Linked DNA regions of Mus musculus: regions 2, 3 and 4 are each linked to region 1. The links are chromatin contacts, called in public Hi-C and promoter capture Hi-C maps. All regions are on one chromosome and are shown on one strand. Each heading gives the region's core, a stretch centred on a gene start, on an enhancer-like site or on the middle of the called end of the contact. The rest is flanking DNA. Distances are from core to core; before and after follow the strand shown.

Evidence for each region. Promoter capture Hi-C pulls out the DNA fragments that hold promoters and counts their contacts. A called contact is a pair of places that touch in the nucleus more often than the background predicts. Capture Hi-C pulls out chosen DNA fragments and counts their contacts.
Region 2: a contact with region 1 is called in a promoter capture Hi-C map of adipose tissue. The contact joins the promoter of Zkscan7 here to the promoter of Lars2 in region 1. A contact is called at or near these places in 2 of 484 Hi-C or Micro-C datasets (both in CD4 T cells) and 2 of 9 other capture datasets (adipose tissue and liver).
Region 3: a contact with region 1 is called in a promoter capture Hi-C map of erythroid cells, with 4 times the contacts expected there. The contact joins the promoter of Slc6a20a here to the promoter of Lars2 in region 1. A contact is called at or near these places in 3 of 39 promoter capture datasets (erythroid cells, hematopoietic stem and progenitor cells and hippocampal neurons), 1 of 115 datasets of contacts at active chromatin or transcription factors (embryonic stem cells) and 1 of 9 other capture datasets (adipose tissue).
Region 4: a contact with region 1 is called in a Hi-C map of uterus. The contact joins the promoter of Lztfl1 here to the promoter of Lars2 in region 1. A contact is called at or near these places in 1 of 39 promoter capture datasets (stem cell-derived epiblast-like cells), 2 of 484 Hi-C or Micro-C datasets (muscle stem cells and uterus), 2 of 115 datasets of contacts at active chromatin or transcription factors (astrocytes and embryonic stem cells) and 1 of 9 other capture datasets (adipose tissue).

The regions. Positions count from the first base shown.
Region 1 is chr9:123,365,601-123,368,300 of GRCm38.p6, reverse strand. Lars2 (leucyl-tRNA synthetase, mitochondrial) reads right to left here and starts at 1,374. Exons shown (of 21, transcript NM_153168.3): 1 at 1,194-1,374.
Region 2 is chr9:122,885,458-122,888,157 of GRCm38.p6, reverse strand. It overlaps Zkscan7 (zinc finger with KRAB and SCAN domains 7), which reads right to left and starts at 1,340. Exons shown (of 6, transcript NM_001177505.2): 1 at 1,093-1,340. It also overlaps a transcript of Zfp445 not described here.
Region 3 is chr9:123,677,414-123,680,113 of GRCm38.p6, reverse strand. It overlaps Slc6a20a (solute carrier family 6 (neurotransmitter transporter), member 20A), which reads left to right and starts at 1,282. Exons shown (of 11, transcript NM_139142.2): 1 at 1,282-1,428. The coding sequence starts at 1,308.
Region 4 is chr9:123,716,296-123,718,995 of GRCm38.p6, reverse strand. It overlaps Lztfl1 (leucine zipper transcription factor-like 1), which reads left to right and starts at 1,371. Exons shown (of 10, transcript NM_033322.3): 1 at 1,371-1,470. The coding sequence starts at 1,468.

The sequences.
Region 1 (2,700 bases), core at 125-2,624:
GCGAGACTCTGTCTTTAAACAAACAAATAAAGAAGAGGCAGGAAAGATGGCACAGCAGTTAAGAGAGCACACCGCTCTTGTACAGGATCCCCGTTTGGTCCCCAGCACTCACAGTGGGTGACTCACAATGCCTATGATTCCAGCTTCAGGAAGATCTGATGCCTCTGGCCTATATGGGCACCCACACTCACACACACACACAATTAAAAACAAGTCTTAAAACAAAAGCAGATTTGTTAAGAAAATCCAAAGACTAGATATATAAAACAGATGCTCAGCACATCAGTTCAATACCCAGCACCAAAAACAAAATAAAACAAGTAAATACTGTAAATGTGGGGGCTGGAGATATAGCTTAGTGGTAGAGTAATTCCCTGACACTGTTTGAGGCCATTGGTTCCATCCTGAGCAATGCAAAATAAAAAATAAAAATAAACCCCAAACCCTTAGGCATAGGTCCAAGATCACCCTCAGACTCTCCACTAGGGGAAGAGACTAAGAACAAATTGTCTGTGCTCATGCCTATGAATTTACAGAACTTTTAGATTTCAACCATCTTCTGTTCTTTTTTTACTTACTAGGCACAGCTCTGGGCCATTTCAAGTACCTGTCTACTGAAGTCTTAATAGGCATTGCCTCTTCCTGGCATCAAAAGCAGCCATTTTAGCAGAGGTTGGTGTGGATACAAACAAAACGAGTAAGTTAACACACACCTCACCCCAACAAACATGTCTTCTAAAAACACAAATGTCAGCAGACATGTCTTGTAAAATACTAATGTTAAACACACACACACACACACACGCTACTTCTAATTTCCTGCAGGATCTCAGGCAAGTTATTTCGTATCTGGAACTCCACCTTCTCTGTAAGCTGTGAGCCTGTTAAGATCCAGGCGACTTGTGAAGACCTGCGGGTCCTAATTAATACTGTGGGTCCCCCAAAGATGTAGTACTGATGGTCCTTTTCTGGGTCCAAACCCCCAACCCCGAAGAGAAGATCCAGGCACCCGGGGGGAGGTGAGTAGTAGAGGAGAATTCGAATACAAAGCCATGTGAAGATGTGCGTTCTCCGAGCAAGAGTCCGGAGCTGTCAACAGGGTCCATGGCTGAAAGAGCCTATAGACTAGAATCTCGGAGCTTTTCCCATTTTGTCAAACTCCAAGGTCCCGGGACTCCCGAGCCTGTCCGCACCTTCAGCTCCGGGGGCTAAGCGGGGCTTGTCTCTCGTCTTCCTGAGCCCCAGGCGGGGCTTTCTGCGCTCAGGCTCTGTCTGGCCAGCTGCTACCTTCTGCCTCGTTCCCCAAGCATTACACGAGCAAGACCCAGCCAGTCACTCTGGGCGCCGCCATGTTGGCAAAACAACAACTTTATCGAAAGGGGAGGCCGCGGACACAGACAGGAGAGGCGGAGCCAAGAGGGAAAGGCGAGATGCGGGAGAGACAGCGCTGACTCCGCCCCCAAGCTGCTCGCCCAGGGCTGACCCCGCCCAGGCCTCGCCCTCTACGCCTGCTATCGGTACAAATTCTGCTTACCGGATTGTCCCGGTCTTACAATTAGAACAGAAACGAGGGAGATGCTAAAGGATGAAGTGACAGGTGGTTAAAAGAGCTCTGGGGTGGTTCAAGGCCAGGGTTTGAATCTCAGCGTCACAGAAGCTGCTACTGGGCTGGCTTGTCTGACTTTTTGATCCATTATGGGCCTGGTGAGGATTGAAGCACTTTTCATCCATCATATCAGGTGATCTTCTAGCCCCAGGAGGAGAATTACCTAGCCCGGAGTAGAGCGGGGAACAAAATGTACTGACAGGAAAACAAGCTGTCTGACCTCCTTCCTTATGGGGTTAATGTGCCCCATCGCCCAGCACGCACTGCATGGAGCAAGAGCTTCTTGCCTTGTAATAAATCAAGGAATTGCAAAGGAACAATGGTGTAATTACACTCTATCTTTTAAAGGAAGAATCTTTTTAAGGCCACATGTGAGAAGTGTACTGAGATTTGCAAATAGTGCAAAATGGTTGCTATCCAGTAATAGCGGGGGGGTGGGGGGGGAGGGGGGAAACAATGTCTGAGTGCCATCTCTTCCTACAGGGCTAAAATCAATTGTAGCTTCACAGACAATCCATCCCGTCACTGTATGTATAATCTCCATCTTAGTTTCTGTCCTTACATGGGTCAATGCAGTCCATAAGGAGACCAGCAGGGGTGTACACTCCTACAGAATAAAACTTCATTCTGTGTGCCACCCAGGAAACATAGGAAGCTTTTGTCCATTTCCAAGACTTCAACGACGACAACAAAAACAGTCTCCTGATCATTTAAAGCTCAAAACACCAGGTTGTTCTAGACCAGCATCAAACCTCACCTGGAAACCAATTCTGTGCCACCATTGCCCTGATACAGTTCACACTAGGTTTCCACTGCACTGGCTTCCCATCCCCCACCCCCAGAAGTGCCCTCCTTCAATTTCAGCTGACTCTCCCCATACTCTTTCCCCCCACACAACCCCCTCCCATCCTCACCCACCCCCCCAATCCTCCCATAAAATCTAATCTACCTTCCCAGGTCGGTTCCTATGTCTCCCAAGACCCCTCCTCTTTACATAACCTCTCTGTTTCTAGATTGTAGCTTGATTATCATTTACTTAATGGCTAAAATCCTAAAATCCCCTTATAAGTAAATACATACCATATTTATCTTTC
Region 2 (2,700 bases), core at 91-2,590, 480 kb after region 1:
GCCTCCAAAGCAGGGTATACAAGGAAACTGGATGTTAAAGAAAATACTAAATGATTTAACTATTTAATATGTCCTGTAGTAAGCACTGAAATTCAAATAGGATTTATCTTTAATTTTTTCATAAACTTGTGCTGGGAGTGGAGGCTCAAAACTCAGCTGGTAAAGATGTACTAAAGTTTGGGGCTAACACTTTACAAATAAGGGGGTGGGGACCACACTTTACCTGTCTGCACCTTCCCTGTTTTTTCCCGTCATTTCTGACAAACTCTTAATCAAGTGTCAAGACTCCGAATAAATAACACCTCTCTTGAAGGATATTTTCCTGCTTTCCCCAGATATAAAACAATGGCTCATTTCCCTTGCTGTACCTCATACTATAACAGTGTACTTCAACTGTTTATGAGGAACTCACCAGTCATGGCCTCTAAACTACTGGAGGGTCACCCAAAGGGAGGAACTAGTATTAAAACTTTTGGAAGTCTTTTCTACTTAACTTGGAACTTAACTTTAACTTTCTGGTCTCTCCGGGCATACCACTGTTTATAGCTTCAGTAATCCCACGGACTACTCTCCACCCATAACTCTGTTGGATCACTTCTCTTAATGCAATTGTTTGCAGTTTACTCAGGGCTCTGTTTCCTGCGAAGATTCAAAAGGCAGGACTGCTTCCCAGTCCTGCACGCGTGCATATGTGTTACACAGGGAGAGAGATATGTTACACGAATGTGGTTAGTTTAGTGGACAAAATTTGGGAAAAGCCATTTTCCTTTCCGTTTATGCATGCCATTTGAAAACCAGATCCTCTGGGGCAACTAGGATGTGTGCCGTGGTTTGAGATATCAGATATCAGGCACTGGAGACCCCAGGGTTAGACATTTTCCTCTGAGCCTGTTTTGTTTTGTTTTGTTTTGTTTTGTTTTTAAGACAGATGGAGTAATCTGTGAACTCTCCGAGAGTACACAAGAGCACAGGACACTTTCCTGCGGTCCTTACTGTGCCGAGTGCTAAGCGGCAGGTCTCGCTGCACGTCTAATCTGCGAGCTCGCGTGGGGCTCACTCCAGAGTCACGGTCCTGCCTCGGTAGCCGCTCACCTGGCCGCGTCTGCCCCGTGCAGCGCTGACGCACGGGAGCCAACAACTCGAGCCGACCCCAAGCCGAGCGACCACAACACGAGGACGACGCGGCTCCGCCTCGGGTAAGCACCCCGGCACCGCCCGCGTCGCGGCCCGAGTGCGGGCCGCACTTTCCACCGCGTCGCCACCGTCATGCGTGACGGCTCAACGGCCCCACACACCTCCAGGACACTAGGAAATGGCAACGACGGCGGGACGGGAAGCATGAGAGCATCACTTCCGGTACCTCCTGGATTCCGGAAGTCTTGGTTGCCAAGGTGAGCAATAATCTTGAACGCTAAGATTTTTTTTTACCCAGGGAACATCTGGGGCACAAGAGGGTGTCATGCTGAACTTAGAGTCATTCAGATTCCAGAGACCTCACTCTTGACATAAAAAGGTCAAAAAAAGCAAAGCCATACTTTCCAACAATCAGACTTTGACAGACCAGCCTGTCCCTGATGATGCCCTATACAATTAGAGCCCAATTCCTAATTGTGTTACAGCTCGGTTCCATTAAGGGGAAGGTTCCCGCAACTGTACAGTTCTGCTTGAGCAGGCAAAGGTTCCCCCGATGTAAGTGTTACAGCTTTCCTGGGAAAGGTACCCTGGCAATCGGGAGTCAAGGAATACCACAAAGTCACACCACACAACAAATCTCACATAGATTTATCGGAAGGGAAAACCCAGAAGAGTGGCTGCCTCTGCTCAGGCAAGGAGCAGGGGGAACTGAGGAGAAGGCAGGCCTTATATAGGTTTCAGTGAGGGATGGGACTTCTGGGGCAGTCTGGGATTTGTGGGATTCTAGTCAGAGTTTGGGGCAAACTCAGGGATTGGTGGAACTGTTTCTTGGGGTCTAGGGGTCAAGTCTGGGTCAGGGTGTTCTTTCCTTGGCTCTTTTACCCTAAATTTATCTCTGAGGTCATCTCACCTCAAAGTGCCAGTCTCAGGAAGGATTAATTGTGTTATAAAGTTTGCTATCTAACAAGATGGAGAACTTTATTTACTATAAAAGGGTAGGTCCCTCTCAGAGGACAATTCTCTGAGAATTCAAATTTGTTATGACTTTCTTTATTGAAATTTCTTTAACTATTATAGTTTTGTAAATACTTTTATTCCTGTGCTTTGGATTTATAAAATACACATTTATGGGCTCAAATAGCACAATCTGTGGCCCTGATTCTTTGTGTGTAAGGTGTGATGCTTACTGCTTGCTTTTTTGATTCACAGGTTAGTAAAATATATATATATATATCACATGATATAATGATCTAATACAAAGGGTCTTAATATTTTGTTCAACCAATTTCAATTCATTTACAGAGAAACAACATTCTTACTCCAGGATGACACGAGCTTCCCCCTCTACCCTGTTCTGCTGTCAGGAGGTCCAGCATCCTTCTATTTCGTAGTACAACCCTGGGAGTGGTGGTCATCTGTATCTGGGGAATAATTATAACAGGAATGCTGAGGTAGGGGCCCCTCAAAGAGGGGGACCTCCTATGAGGGTTTATTAAAGGAGAAACCTGGGTCTGAGGAGGAACCATGCGAGGTAGCATGAACAGGAGTCATTACTAAGAGGGGATC
Region 3 (2,700 bases), core at 33-2,532, 310 kb before region 1:
CTCTGACCTCCACTCATGCCATGGCACCTGGTCCCAATAAATGCTTGTTTTTGTTTTGCTTTGTTAAAACAAAAAACAGTCTGTGGAATGACAGTAAAGATGCAGAGCAGCTGGGATTAATGAGAATGTGAACTGATATTTTTTGATGCCGCACATAGTCCCAAAGTTCCTAATAGTCCATCTACCTGCCATATTAGAATGTTCACTTTGGTTCTATTCATAGTAGCCACAAACTGGACAACACAAATGTCCACCAACAAGACTGGAACTAGACATAGGAGGATGCAGGAAATATATATATTTAGTATATATATATATACTAAAGCTTAAGAATCTAGAGTTTCTTCCACTGTGTTGTGACTTTGCTTTCTTTACTGTTTTAAGGTTAAAAGTCCTAGGATAGGTTGGGGCAGATTTTTTTTCTATTACAGATGAAACAAGGTCAAAGATGTTAAATGGCTTGCCAAGTCACAGAATTTAGTCTGTGGTGGAATATAGACGCAAACAACAGATCCTGCATCACTGTACCAAACTTTACTGAGTTAGGTTCATTTATATCTTCTTGTTGGACTGGCAAAAACATGAGAATTCTTGGGTTTCCACCTGGCCCAGGGAAGAGAATCTCTGACTCCCATTGGCCTCAAGGCAGCTGTTCAAAACCTGATTCTGCCCACACTACAGGTGCAGGCAAGGGCCGGTAGTTGGAGACCCTTAAGTCTCCCATGTGTGCTAGGATCAAACTCAGGGTCTCAGAAGTGCTAGGAGAGTGATCTGCCTCTGAATCTCCACACCCACCCTCTCTGTGCAAAAGTCATCTCTCCTCTGGGAAGTCCTGGATCCCTGTCTGTCTCTAGGACTTGTCTCTCTCTCTGCTTTACCTAAATTGCCCCTGCATCACCGACTTAGGTGAACTGGGTGGTATTAATTAAAGGAAATTACCCCAGTGGGTCAAAAGAAGTTAAGAACGAGTCACTCCGTGGTATTTAAATGTTCCCGCCACCTGAATGTGAGCCCTGGAGGGGTGGGGTTGCTGTGTCTTCCCGCAGCACAGCAGTGCCAGGCATATAGTATTGTCATCGATTAATCAGTAAGAAGTTGAGGAAACATGATCCTTTCCCCGAGCTCTGAAGTCCACACGCAGGGCCAAGGAGGGGCGCCTTCCCCGCCCGCCGAGGCTAGGGTGGGGCTCACCGTTCCCCACTCACCGGCCTCGCCCCGCGCGCGCGTTAATGAGATTAGCAATTAAAAGGCGGGCGAGCGGCGGCGGCCAGAGACCAGGCCCTGACGGGGAGCAGCGAGCTCGGGACATGGAGAAGGCACGGCCTCAGTGGGGCCATCCGCTGCAGTTCGTGTTCGCCTGCATCTCCTACGCCGTGGGTTTGGGCAACGTGTGGCGCTTCCCTTACCTGTGCCAGATGTACGGCGGAGGTGAGTGCGCACAGGCGGGACCGCCGGGTGCCTGGACGCCGAGCGGCGGTGGCATTCCGGCCCGCGAGCCTCCGCTCGGGGTGGCGTTCTGTCCCGAACACCCCAGCTCGGCCAAGTGTTCGGTCCCACGCGCTTCAAGTTCAAGGGCGGGTGGCCCCTGTAACCGAGAACGCCGCGGCGCGGGGACTGTCGCCCTAAGAAATTGACCCTCGCGGTCCCGAGTCCGAACTGTGGCTCCAGCAGGTGCAGGGCGGCGCCGGCGGGGAACCTGCTGTCCCGGGAGGAAAGGTGCGGTGCCGTCTACAGAGGTGTGAAAGAGGACACTAAATTGTTTATCAGGAACTTGTCGTGCAACTTGCAGTTCCGAAATTTAAGTTCCCGACCGCAAGTTGAAACACCAGTCAAACGGATCGTGAGCGATTTCTTTTACTTTTTCTTAATAAAAAGGATCGGTTTGTAGATGTGAAGACTTAGTTTGGGCTTGGAATCACAGGAGGGAAAAACAAATAATTCCGTGCCCGGAGAATTAGTTTCTTGGTTCTGCTGTTTTGTTTTTATAAATGTTTCCTCTGACCTAGGGGAGAAACTGGGGGTTAAGGGTGGGACAGACACCTCACCCTGCACCCGCTAAAGCAGGGAAAAGAGCTGAGAACTCTGGGACTGGGACTTTCCGAAGTCCAAGTACCGTTCTGGGGTCAGTATGGCATGAAGGAAGTAAGTCTCAGCATAAAAACCTCCCTCTTCAATTCCATTTTCTAAAACCTCATCTAAAGGAAAACGCAGCATATGAACAGAGACAGAAAATAGCATGGCTACCGCCTTTAATAAGATCAAAATGTGAGAAACTTGCTAAGCCATTCAGAAAAAAAAAAAATATTGGTTCAGTAAGTTGTGGAACATCCTTGGCAGCCATAAAGGTAAAGTTTTAATAGAATTTTATCTTAATAGTGTTATCATGTGATAAGTGGAGGCAGGTGAAGTCATATTCAAAACTGTAAAACATTTTTAAGCACTTGTGCTTAAAACCATTCAGAGAAAAGGAAAATGAAAAAAAAATTTCAAGTGTTATCAATAGTTTTCTGGGTGGCTCTTATTTACCTAACAGCATGTTTGTGTATACATGGGAGGAGAGATCTAATAGCATGTGTTTGTGTATGGGTGGAGAGAAAGCTAATCAGCACATTAGTTCTCGATATCAGGACAGTAAAAAATATTAATGTATTACAGAATTTAACTTGTTTAAGAAAATCTAACCCTCCCTCCTCCTGTCAC
Region 4 (2,700 bases), core at 122-2,621, 350 kb before region 1:
TTGGCCCTGGCGTTCCCCTGTACTGGGGCATATAAAGTTTGCAAGTCCAATGGGCCTCTCTTTGCAGTGATGGCCGACTAGGCCATCTTCTGCTACATATGCAGCTAGAGACAAGAGCTCCGGGGTACTGGTTAGTTCATATTGTTGTTCCACCTATAGGGTTGCAGTTCCCTTTAGTTCCTTGGGTGCTTTCTCTAGTTCCTCCATTGGGGGCCCTGTGGTCCATTCAATAGCTGACTGTGAGCATCCACTTCTGTGTTTGCTATGCCCGACCTAAAGCTGTACTACAGAGCAATTGTGATAAAAACTGCATGGTACTGGTATAGCGACAGACAAGTAGACCAATGGAACAGAATTGAAGACCCAGAGATGAACCCACACACCTATGGTCACTTGATCTTTGACAAGGGAGCTAAAACCATCCAGTGGAAAAAAGACAGCATTTTTCAACAAATGGTGCTGGCACAACTGGCTGTTATCATGTAGAAGATTGCGAATTGATCCATTCCTATCTCCTTGTACTAAGGTCAAATCTAAGTGGATCAAGGAACTTCACATAAAACCAGAGACAGTGAAACTTATAGAGGAGAAAGTAGGGAAAAGCCTCGAAGATATGGGTACAGGGGAAAAATTCCTGAATAGAACAGCAGTGGCTTGCGCTGTAAGATCGAGAATCAATAAATAGGACCTCATAAAATTGCAAAGCTTCTGCAAGGCAAAAGACACCGTCAATAAGACAAAAAGATCACCAACAGATTTGGAAAGGATCTTTACCTATCCCAAAACTTGAAGATTCTAATGACTCAAGTTAGACTTCATAAGTGAAAACTTCCGCCAGGGAGATCAGGACGTTATTCCACAACCTTCTCCTGGCGAATCTAGTGTTTGTCTCTCTAATTCACTACTCTATATAAACCTATGTTTTTGCACATTTTTTTTCCAAAAAGGTAAAGTTATTCTCTTCTGCCAGCGTTATAAAACAATGCAGATGGAGGAAGGGCGTGCACCAGGGCCAGCATGAGCTTGATAGCCGGATGCAGTCACGCTGAAGCCCTGTTCACTCAGCCTGTTCTTCTCAGAGGTCTGGAACCACCAGCTCTGGATCCCGGTGCCAAAGCCCAACTTCTGTCCTGATTGTAGGCAAACACGCTGGCACCTAAGGCGCTGCTCAGCTCCCCCCCCCCACCCCCGACCGGAAATTTCTCTGTTGCCATTGGCAACGGCAGGCACCGCCCCAGGTTAGCGTGGCAAGAAAAGGTGGGACTTCCGGATCTCAAAGCCAATGTACCCGCGGAAATTAGCCAGTTACGCAACATCATCCGTCACGTGACACTGAGAGCCAATGATAGCGTGCAAGCGAGGGCCCACGTGTCTCCGTTCCCATTGGCAACGCGCGGCTTCTAAACAACCTCCGTTCCTCAGGCCCCGGTGCCGGCCTCCCTGTTTCCTGTCGGATCCGCCGCCACCATGGTGAGTGTCCTGGTCGGGAGAGGCCCAGCCGGGGTGCGGAGGGCGAGCGAGCGAGCGAGCGAGCGGGGCCTCGCCGGGGAGGGAGTCACGTCGGCCGAGCCGCGGGGACAGCTTCTTGCTGAAGCCTTCCTCCGGCCTTGTCGCCTCGTCCTTGGCTGTGGTCTGGGAAGCCCTGGCCGACACAGCCGCACACATTTGCCAGGGTGAAGAATGACGGGCTGGTTCCAACTTTCTGTGTGAACTTGGTTGAATCTAATTTTCTGAAGCACCTGATTTTACAACTGACTAATTATCGGTGCTGTTTTCTTTGTTTGGACGTCTGACGACCATTTGGGTATTAGAGTTCGGGCTTACTTTGAGACAGATAAAACTGAAGCGAAAACGCCAGTCCATCCAACCTTTCATCGTACAATTAATTTAAATAGCTGGGCATAGAGAAGTTATTGAAAGTGAAGCTCAAGTGGGTTGCTGACATATCCCAGCAATCAATTCCTAGTAAGTGTCACTTTGTATACATCTAAACAAAACAGACCATTTCTTAAACCATCCTGAGCTAGGAACTGGTCCTGCTTCTGATGTCAAAAACGAAAAAAAAAAAAAAATTACGCTAGTGGCTTCACAAAAAAGTTAGTACTTGTTTGTGTTCTTACTCTTTTATGTCATTGTGATAACACTTGGAAACCGGGTGTAGATGATTTGTCAAACAATGCACATAAAATAAACACTTTAAGCAATAAGCTCACTCTTTTTTAAAAAAAATTATCCTTTAAAGATTTTATACATTCATACAATGTATTTTAAATCCCCTAGCATCTTCCAGAATTATTGTTTACTTCCTGTCCTGTTTTTTTTAAGCCTACCTAGTCCAATTTATGCTGCACATATACTCATGTGTGTGGGACCATCACCTTCCTTGGGCCACACTCTTAAAAGAAACTGTCTCTCTGCCCTTCATAAATCTTCAGCCGTCAGTAACTGCTCAGCTAGAAGTGCGATCTCATAAACCCCTCCCCGTCTCTGTGCTGGATTGTTGATTGGCACCTTTGTGCAGGTGACCACAGTTGTGAGTTTCTAGGCCAGCAGTTCTGTCATGTCTAGAAGACAGTTTTTGTTGTTGCTGTTTCAAGACAGGGTTTCTCTGTTTAGTCCTGTCTATATTGGAATCCTCTCTGTAGTCCAGCCTGACCTTGAACTCAGATTCACTTGCCTTTGCCTATCTATGCCTCTGCC